Regions from separate parts of the Mus musculus genome. Here region 2 is linked to region 1. Evidence: chromatin contacts called from public promoter capture Hi-C data. All regions are on one chromosome and are shown on one strand. The core of a region is the stretch at or near the end of the contact, and the rest is flanking DNA. Distances in the headings are between cores, read along the strand shown. Region 1 holds the start of Bspry (B-box and SPRY domain containing). Region 2 holds the start of Whrn (whirlin).

What was found. Promoter capture Hi-C pulls out the DNA fragments that hold promoters and counts their contacts.
Region 2: a contact with region 1 is called in a promoter capture Hi-C map of pre-B cells, with 2.8 times the contacts expected there. The contact joins the promoter of Whrn here to the promoter of Bspry in region 1.

Annotation. Positions count from the first base shown.
Region 1 is chr4:62,478,257-62,482,035 of GRCm38.p6, reverse strand. It overlaps Bspry (B-box and SPRY domain containing), which reads right to left and starts at 1,969. Exons shown (of 7, transcript NM_138653.1): 1 at 1,599-1,969. The coding sequence starts at 1,943.
Region 2 is chr4:63,493,963-63,497,741 of GRCm38.p6, reverse strand. It overlaps Whrn (whirlin), which reads left to right and starts at 1,751. Exons shown (of 12, transcript NM_028640.2): 1 at 1,751-3,129. The coding sequence starts at 2,509.

The DNA of each region.
Region 1 (3,779 bases), core at 720-3,219:
TCTGTAGACCCCAGGCTGGCCTCAAACTCAGAAATCCTCCTGCCTCTGCCTCCCAAGTCCAATCACACACTCTTATTCTGTAGTATGGATTAATACTCTAGTGCATGTATACACGTGCATATGTTTACATTTTCCTTATCCATTCATCACTAATGGGTACCTAGGCTGGATCCTACCTTGAGCCTGGCTTCTAACTAGCTTCAAGGCATGAATCCAGAAGCTAAGAGCAGTTGAACTAGTCCTATTTTGTCCAGGTCAGTAATGATTATGCTCCAGAGACAATCTCTCTACAGGATGGAGGGATAGGAGGAGGATGCTGGAAGCATTGTAAACTCTAGGGCTGGACATGCAGCTCAGTGATCTAAAATACATGAGGCTCTGGTTAAACACAGCATCAAAAACAAAACAAAACAAAACAACCCAAAACTCTAAAGTAAAAAGAAAGATGGCAAGACTCACTTCCCTTACACCAAGGCTGGGTGTAAGGTGTTAGGGTAGCTCAGGGAAGGCACCCGGGGCAGAGTACCAAGCTTGCTCTCCTGCCCTGGCCTTCACCCCTCTCACCACTCATACAGGCATGAAGGCTACTTTCAAGGTTTTCCATGAGGTCACTTCCTCTTCATAACCACTGAGATCAAAAAGTGGTTTCCTCTTGCCCGGTCAATGAATCTCCCCCTCTTAAACCCTGACTATTAAGAGTTACCATCCTCCTGTGGGCCCTTTTCCTCGTCTGAAAAACCTTAGTTAGAACCCACGCTTCAGCCTGGATGGAACTCGATGATAAGTATCTAAGTCCTTAGGAATTTGTAAAAGCCTTACCCATGATGCAAGCTGATTTATATCAACTTTTCTCAAGTCTATTTTCACCATCCCTGAGTAACTGAACTCCACCGGCCCCAGTTTCCAGGGAGGTGTGTTTATTACAATCTGGTTTGAGTAGGTGATGTCCCCAGCGACAGCTCTCAGTGCACAGCAGGGCTCGGTGCCAGGGTGGGGTTGGGAGAATTAAGCCATTTAATCAAATTGCAAGGAGTTCCCCAGGGGCCTCAGCTAAAATGAAAGGAAGACGACGGCTGCACCAAGGTGACTTGGCCTCCAATCTCAGCAGCTCAGGGAAAAGGATCAGGGTGTAACTGGAAAATGACCAGCCTAGAGCCACACTGAACCAAGAGATGAGGAGACCTTAGGAGATAGAGTGCCCTGCTATTCTTCCACCCTATCCATCACTTCAATTACAGTCTGGCCAGGTTGGAAGGGAACTGGATCCCTCACCAGGAAACCTGAAAGGGGGGAGAGGGTGACTCTAAGTCAAGAGGTTAGGGGGGGACTAAGTTTTTACGAGGTCAGCTATAACAATCACGTGGTGTTATGAATGCCTAGAAACTACTGGTGAGAGACACCAAGCTTGGATCAGTGACTCACAGGGAGGGGGCAGGATTCAAACTCCGATCCAGTTTACTCCAGAGGTCACACCTTTAACCACCTCCTTCTGCAAGGGAAGCCACAGAAAAGCCACTATCCCCCACCCACCCACCCCGGTCCCTGGTCCCTGCCAGTTCCCCCGCCCCAAGAAAGTTCCCGGCCCCACGCCCGCTTACTCTCAGCTCCTCCGCGTGCTCCTCCGCTCGACGGATGCGGTGCCGGTGACAGCGGCCGCCAAACCCGGCGCAGGTGGCGCATACCGGCCGTCGCTCCGAGAGGCAGAACCAGCTCAGAGGCTCGAAGTGCTCGGGGCACAACTGGCTCCGCTCGGACCCCTGCTTCGGTCCCCTCCTCAGTCCGGATCGCGGCCCCGGCTCCGGCCCGGACTCGGGTCTGGGCTCCGGTCCCGGTCCCGGCTTCGGCCGGGACTCCGGTCGGGACTCCGGTCCGGGCTCCGGTCCCGGCTCCGGCTCCGGCCCGGACTCGGACCCGGACTCCGTCCCGGAGACATCCGCGGACATGGCCGAGAGCCGGAGGCCGCGCGCTCCACCTGTCGCAGGTACCGAGGGCGTGGCCCTTCCAGGCCCCGCCCTCTCTGGCTTCGCCCCTCCCAGGCTGCGCCCGCGCGCTGACCCACACCACACTGGTTCCGCCTGCATCTGTAGGCTGTGGTTCTTTATAGGATTAAGTTGTGTTGTGTCAGAGTTTTAAAAACAAACAGCTGGGAGCTGGAGAGATGGCTCAGCGGTTAAGAGCGCCGACTGCTCTTCCGGAGGTCCCGAGTTCAAATCCCAGCAACCACATGGTGGCGCACAACCACCCGTAACGAAATCTGATGCCCTCTTCTGGTGTGTCTGAAGATAGCTACAGTGTATTTACATACATTAAATAAATGGATAAATCTTAAAAAGAAAAGAAATACCTCAAGATACGTGATGTGTTTGATTTAAAAAAAACAAAAAACAAAAAAAAAAACAACTGACATTCTAGTGCCTATACGAATCTTTAGTAAGCAGTTACGAAGTGTCAGATTTTTTGCTAAATGCATTAACAGCGTGTTTGAGGGGCAGCTTTAGGCATGTGTCTTAAATACAGGCTCATTTCTCAGCTGTGCTTGACTGTTAAAGGGGGTTGAGGCGATCTCACTCTCATACTTGGGTTGAGGAGTATATAAATGAAAGCACATGAAATGAGTCAGTTATGGTGACACAAATCTGTAATCCCAACACTTGGGAGATAGAAGTGGGAAGATCAGGAGTTCAAGGTCATCCTCAAACATATAAGGTTCGAGGCCAGCTGGGTTACGTAAGACTTTGTCTCAAAGACACATTAAAAAAACAAAACAAACAAATAAAACAAACAAACAAACAAACAAAACACAAAAAACCAAGCTGTGAGTGGTGGCATGTGCCTTTAATCCAAGCACTCAAGAGCCAGTAGCTGGGCTGGAGAGATGGCTCAGCGGTTAAGAGCACTGACTGCTCTTCCGAAGGTCCCAAGTTCAAATCCTAGCAACTACATGGTGGCTCACAACCATCTGTAATGAGATCTGACACCCTCGTCTGGTGTGTCTGAAGACAGCTACAGTGAACTTACATATAATAAATAAGTCTTTAAAAAAAAAAAGAGGCAGAAGCTGATGGATTTCTGTGAGTTAGAGGCAGCCTGGTTTTACATAGCGAGTTCCAGGCCACCAGGACAGCCAGAGCTACAGAGGGAGATAGTCTTAAAACAAAACAAAGCAAAAAAGAAAAGTTATGAACAGTGTCAGGCACACAGCAGCTGCTCAGTGCTAACAGCAAAAGGAAAAACACTTATGACAATTTTTATCACATTTATTTATTTAGAGAGAGAATATTTGAATACTTTGGAAGTGTATGTACCACAGTGCATTCGTAAACCAGAGGACAGCTTGCAGGAATAGGATCCCTCCTTCCATGTAGGTTTTGGAAGTTGGACCTAGGTCACCAGACTTGGCAGCAAGCGCCTTCACTCTCTAAGTAACCCCATGCCTGATTACTATTTTATGGAAATTAAGTAACGTGTGGAGTCTCAGTTGCTGATTGATGGCAATGATACCAAAACCCAAGCAGTTTAACTTCTGGTTACCTGGATGAGTAATTTTTAAGTTACAACGTATTGAGAAGCATTGAAAGGGCTGATTTTCCAAGTAGTGTATTTGCATTCAAATTTCCTGAATTTGATTATTTGGGCTTTTTCTTTTTTAAATTGACATTGATGAAAAAGTAACTTTGAAGACAATGGGATATGCAAATAAGCACAAAATACCAAAATACCCATTTCAAGAACAACTAACTTCTGAGGCTCTTTCTGCCTCTTTGATGAATCAAACTGAA
Region 2 (3,779 bases), core at 502-3,001, 1.0 Mb before region 1:
TGTGTGAAAAGAAGGGGAGAGCTTTGGGGAAAGGAGAACTTTAATTCTTTGCCTCCATTTTGGGACTGCATTAAACTACAGTGTTAGAAATCTCCCTGTGGCTTCCCATTACTCAGAAAGATTCTTCTTTTAAAATATTTTATTTACTTATTCGTTTATTATGTGCTACAGGGTTGCTACACGTGCCACAAGCACCATGAAGATTAGAGGACAGCTTGCAGGAGTTGGTTCTCCCCCTTCCACCGTGCTGGTTCCAGGCATGAAAATCAGGTGGTCAGGCTTGGTGGCAAATATCTTTACCCGCGGAAACATCTCTGCAGCCCAGAAAGTCCATTCCTGTTAGTCTCCTCGCCTCACTGTGGTCTATCTTGACACTCCTAATGCTTATCTTTTTTATGTTTGTTTGTTTTTAACCTTGACCTACACCGTCTTTCCTTTGCCAGACTATGACTCTTTGAGGTCAAAGATTTCAACTCTTTATCCTGGGTCTCCAGCATCAACCATATGCCGCTTGGTCAAGCAGCAGAACGGGTGCTTGGCAAATGTTGAATGAAGAATGACCAAGTGCACAGGTAAATAACTAGCCAGGGAACAAAACACCCTTCTGCAGCCAGCTCAAAGCCACTCCAGATAATCCTTCTCTTTTTCTATTTCTCCCATATCAGAGTCAGCCGTTTCATTCCTGTGACGGCAACCCAGGACAGTCTTAGGGGAAAAAAAACCAGCTTTTCACAGAACACCTCTGGAGAGGCAATTCAGGTTTAAAGAGATCCACATGGCATGTAGTGGTGACTAGGTCAAGCACTATAGATCTTCTTAGAACACTTCTTTGACTAGAAGCCGAGTTTTTCCTGTGATAGTGTTTAGGAGAGTGGGTATCAGATGACAGACTTTAGACTGTGTATTCTGACATCTTTCCATATAAAATATGTTTTTTTTAAAGACTGTATATAGAGTTGTCATGTAACCTTCACCCTGTTCCCTCAGTGTGGAAAAGATCACAAGCGGGACCTAACAGTTGGTACAAGTGACATTCCTACTCCAGACTTAGTTTTAAATGCATGTGTGTGTGTTTGCATACTTTACAGTTCTGATAACAGCTCCTTGCTTTCCCCCACTCCCCCCTCCCCCCCCCCCCCCCACTCCGGAGAGCACCAGAGGAAGGGGCCCAGGCTGATCTATCCCAGCACAGGACTTGGCTCCTGATGGCACCTGTGTGGCTTATATTCTTCTCATGTGCAGAGCAGGTGACCGATTATCGTCCACATACTCACTTAAACTTGCAGTCAGCACGTGTGCAAGCTGCAGGAACAACATTTTAAGGCAGAAAAGCAGAGCATGAAGCATCTATTATTTTAGAGGCCAAAAGTTGGCCATTTTCCCCAATTGTGAATTGGCAAACCGGCTAATTGCTCCAAAGCGACCCTGGAATCGAGCTGTGATCGCCGGAAAGCGCAGCTTTTAGGACCCCATCTTTCACCCCTGGGCTGAGGAAGTGGGAAGACTTCGCAGGGGCCCAGGGCTCCTCCTGCTTTCTTTCACCCCCACTTTCACCCCTTTCTTCCTTGGGGCCGGACTGTTTCACCCCGTCTCCAGGCAACAGCCAGGCGCGCCAGGCGGGACGTCATTTCCTGAAGAGCCCGCGGGGGGACGGGGCGGGGAGGGGGAGGGGCGAGGGGGCGGGGCCAAGTCCCGGCTGGCGACGGCGGCGGCGTCGGAACTCGCTGGAAGACTCAGCCCAGAGCTGCTCAACAGTTCGCAAAGTCCGGGCTCCCGGCCGCGTGGCTCCGTGTGCGCCCGGGCGGCGTTGGGGCGCGGGGGCCCGGGCTGCTGCATGGTGGGCGGCCCGGGACATGCCCCGCACCCCCCGCCGGACGCCCGCGTGGCTCCTCTGGCTGCGACTGCTCCGGACTCTGAGCCTAGATTGACCGGCGCCCTAACTTCTTTCTGACTTTGGGGTCCCCCAGCCCTAGAGGAACGGGCATCTCGGCTGGGGGAGCCCCGGACATGGTGTGACGGGGCGGGCGGCGTGGCTGCGCCCCCCACTGCGGCCACGCACGGTCCCCGCGCCTTCCGGCATGTAGCTGCTGTTCTCGCTCCCCCCGGCCTCCAGCCGCAGTCTCCACGACCTCCGGCCTCCAGGCGCCAACTCTTTGTCCCCCCAGGATCCCGCCGCGGTCCTCAGGATTGCAGCCGCCGTCTCTTCGTCCTCCGAATTCCAGTTTCACCTGCCTTCGCGCCCCTGGGACACCAGCCGCTGTCCCTGCCACCTCCCCAGGATCCAGCCAGCGCTCTAGCTCACCTGCACCTCCCCAACCCACCCTGCAGCCGTCGTCTCCGCTCTCCGGGCCAGTCTAGACTGCAGCCGGTGACTCCGCGTCTACCCCAAACCCAGACTCCAGCCGTGACCTCCGCGCCCCGGGGAATCCAGCTGTCGCGCCTCTGGCCGCAGGTGCAGCTGCCGCCCCGCGCCGCGCGCCCCGAGTGCGGCCGGGCCTCGGCGGGGAGATGAACGCACAGCTGGACGGCCTGTCGGTGAGCTCGTCCTCCACCGGCTCGCTGGGCTCGGCGGCGGCGGCGGCGGGCGGCGGCGGGGGCGCGGGGTTGCGGCTGCTGTCTGCCAACGTGCGCCAGCTGCACCAAGCGCTCACGGCGCTGCTGAGCGAGCCCGAGCGGGAGCAGTTCACTCACTGCCTCAACGCGTACCACGCGCGCCGCAACGTCTTCGACCTGGTGCGCACCCTGCGCGTCCTGCTGGACAGCCCGGTCAAGCGGCGTCTGCTGCCCATGCTGCGTCTGGTCATCCCGCGCTCCGACCAGCTGCTCTTCGACCAGTACACGGCCGAGGGCCTCTACCTGCCAGCCACCACCCCCTACAGGCAGCCCGCCTGGGCCGCTCCCGACGGCGCGGGGCCCGGGGAGGTGCGACTCGTGAGCCTGCGGCGCGCCAAGGCCCACGAGGGCTTGGGCTTCAGCATCCGCGGGGGCTCGGAACACGGCGTGGGCATCTACGTGTCTCTAGTGGAGCCGGGCTCCCTGGCAGAGAAGGAAGGGTTGCGGGTCGGGGACCAGATTCTGCGCGTCAACGATAAATCTCTAGCCCGGGTGACCCACGCGGAGGCTGTCAAGGTAGGGCTGTGGTTTATGGGAGCGTTAGAGGACAGTACAGGCAGTTTAGTGCTCCCTCTTCGGTTGCCTGTGCTGCTATCTTTTATACCAAATCGCCTGACCTTTCTGGTCTTTGTTGTTGGTTTATTTTTGCCTCCCTGACCGGATTTTAAAAGAGGAACATTTAATTTGTGGCGCAGATCGGTGTTCTGAGCACGGAGGAAATGGTTATTCTTGCCTTAGGTGACCTAAAGGCTAAGGCACATACACAGTATAACATAAGCAAATGCCTGGTCATAAAATGTGAAAAGGGCTGTGGATCCTTACAAGTGTTAGAAAAGAGCCCCTGCTTGACATTGGGTAATTGATGCTCTCCCCCCTCCAGACCCCCCCCCACCCCCCCCATCTTTATTGCTGCTGTGCTGTTTTCTGGATCCTGTAGGCTTTTTGCCGCTGAAAGTTAGTTCTGCCCCACTGCTAGTAACCCAGGAGGAGGCTGGGTAACCACAGAGCTGGGGCTGATCCTTCTATTTGTGGACTAACCAGTGTATGCTGGAACAAGCCAGACCAGAGAACTGGCGCCTAACTTTGTTGCAAACTTGGCTTCTCCCTGACCATGAACCCAGAGTCCCATGAAACTGAGCACGGTTTTTCTTGGATCTGTCAATTGA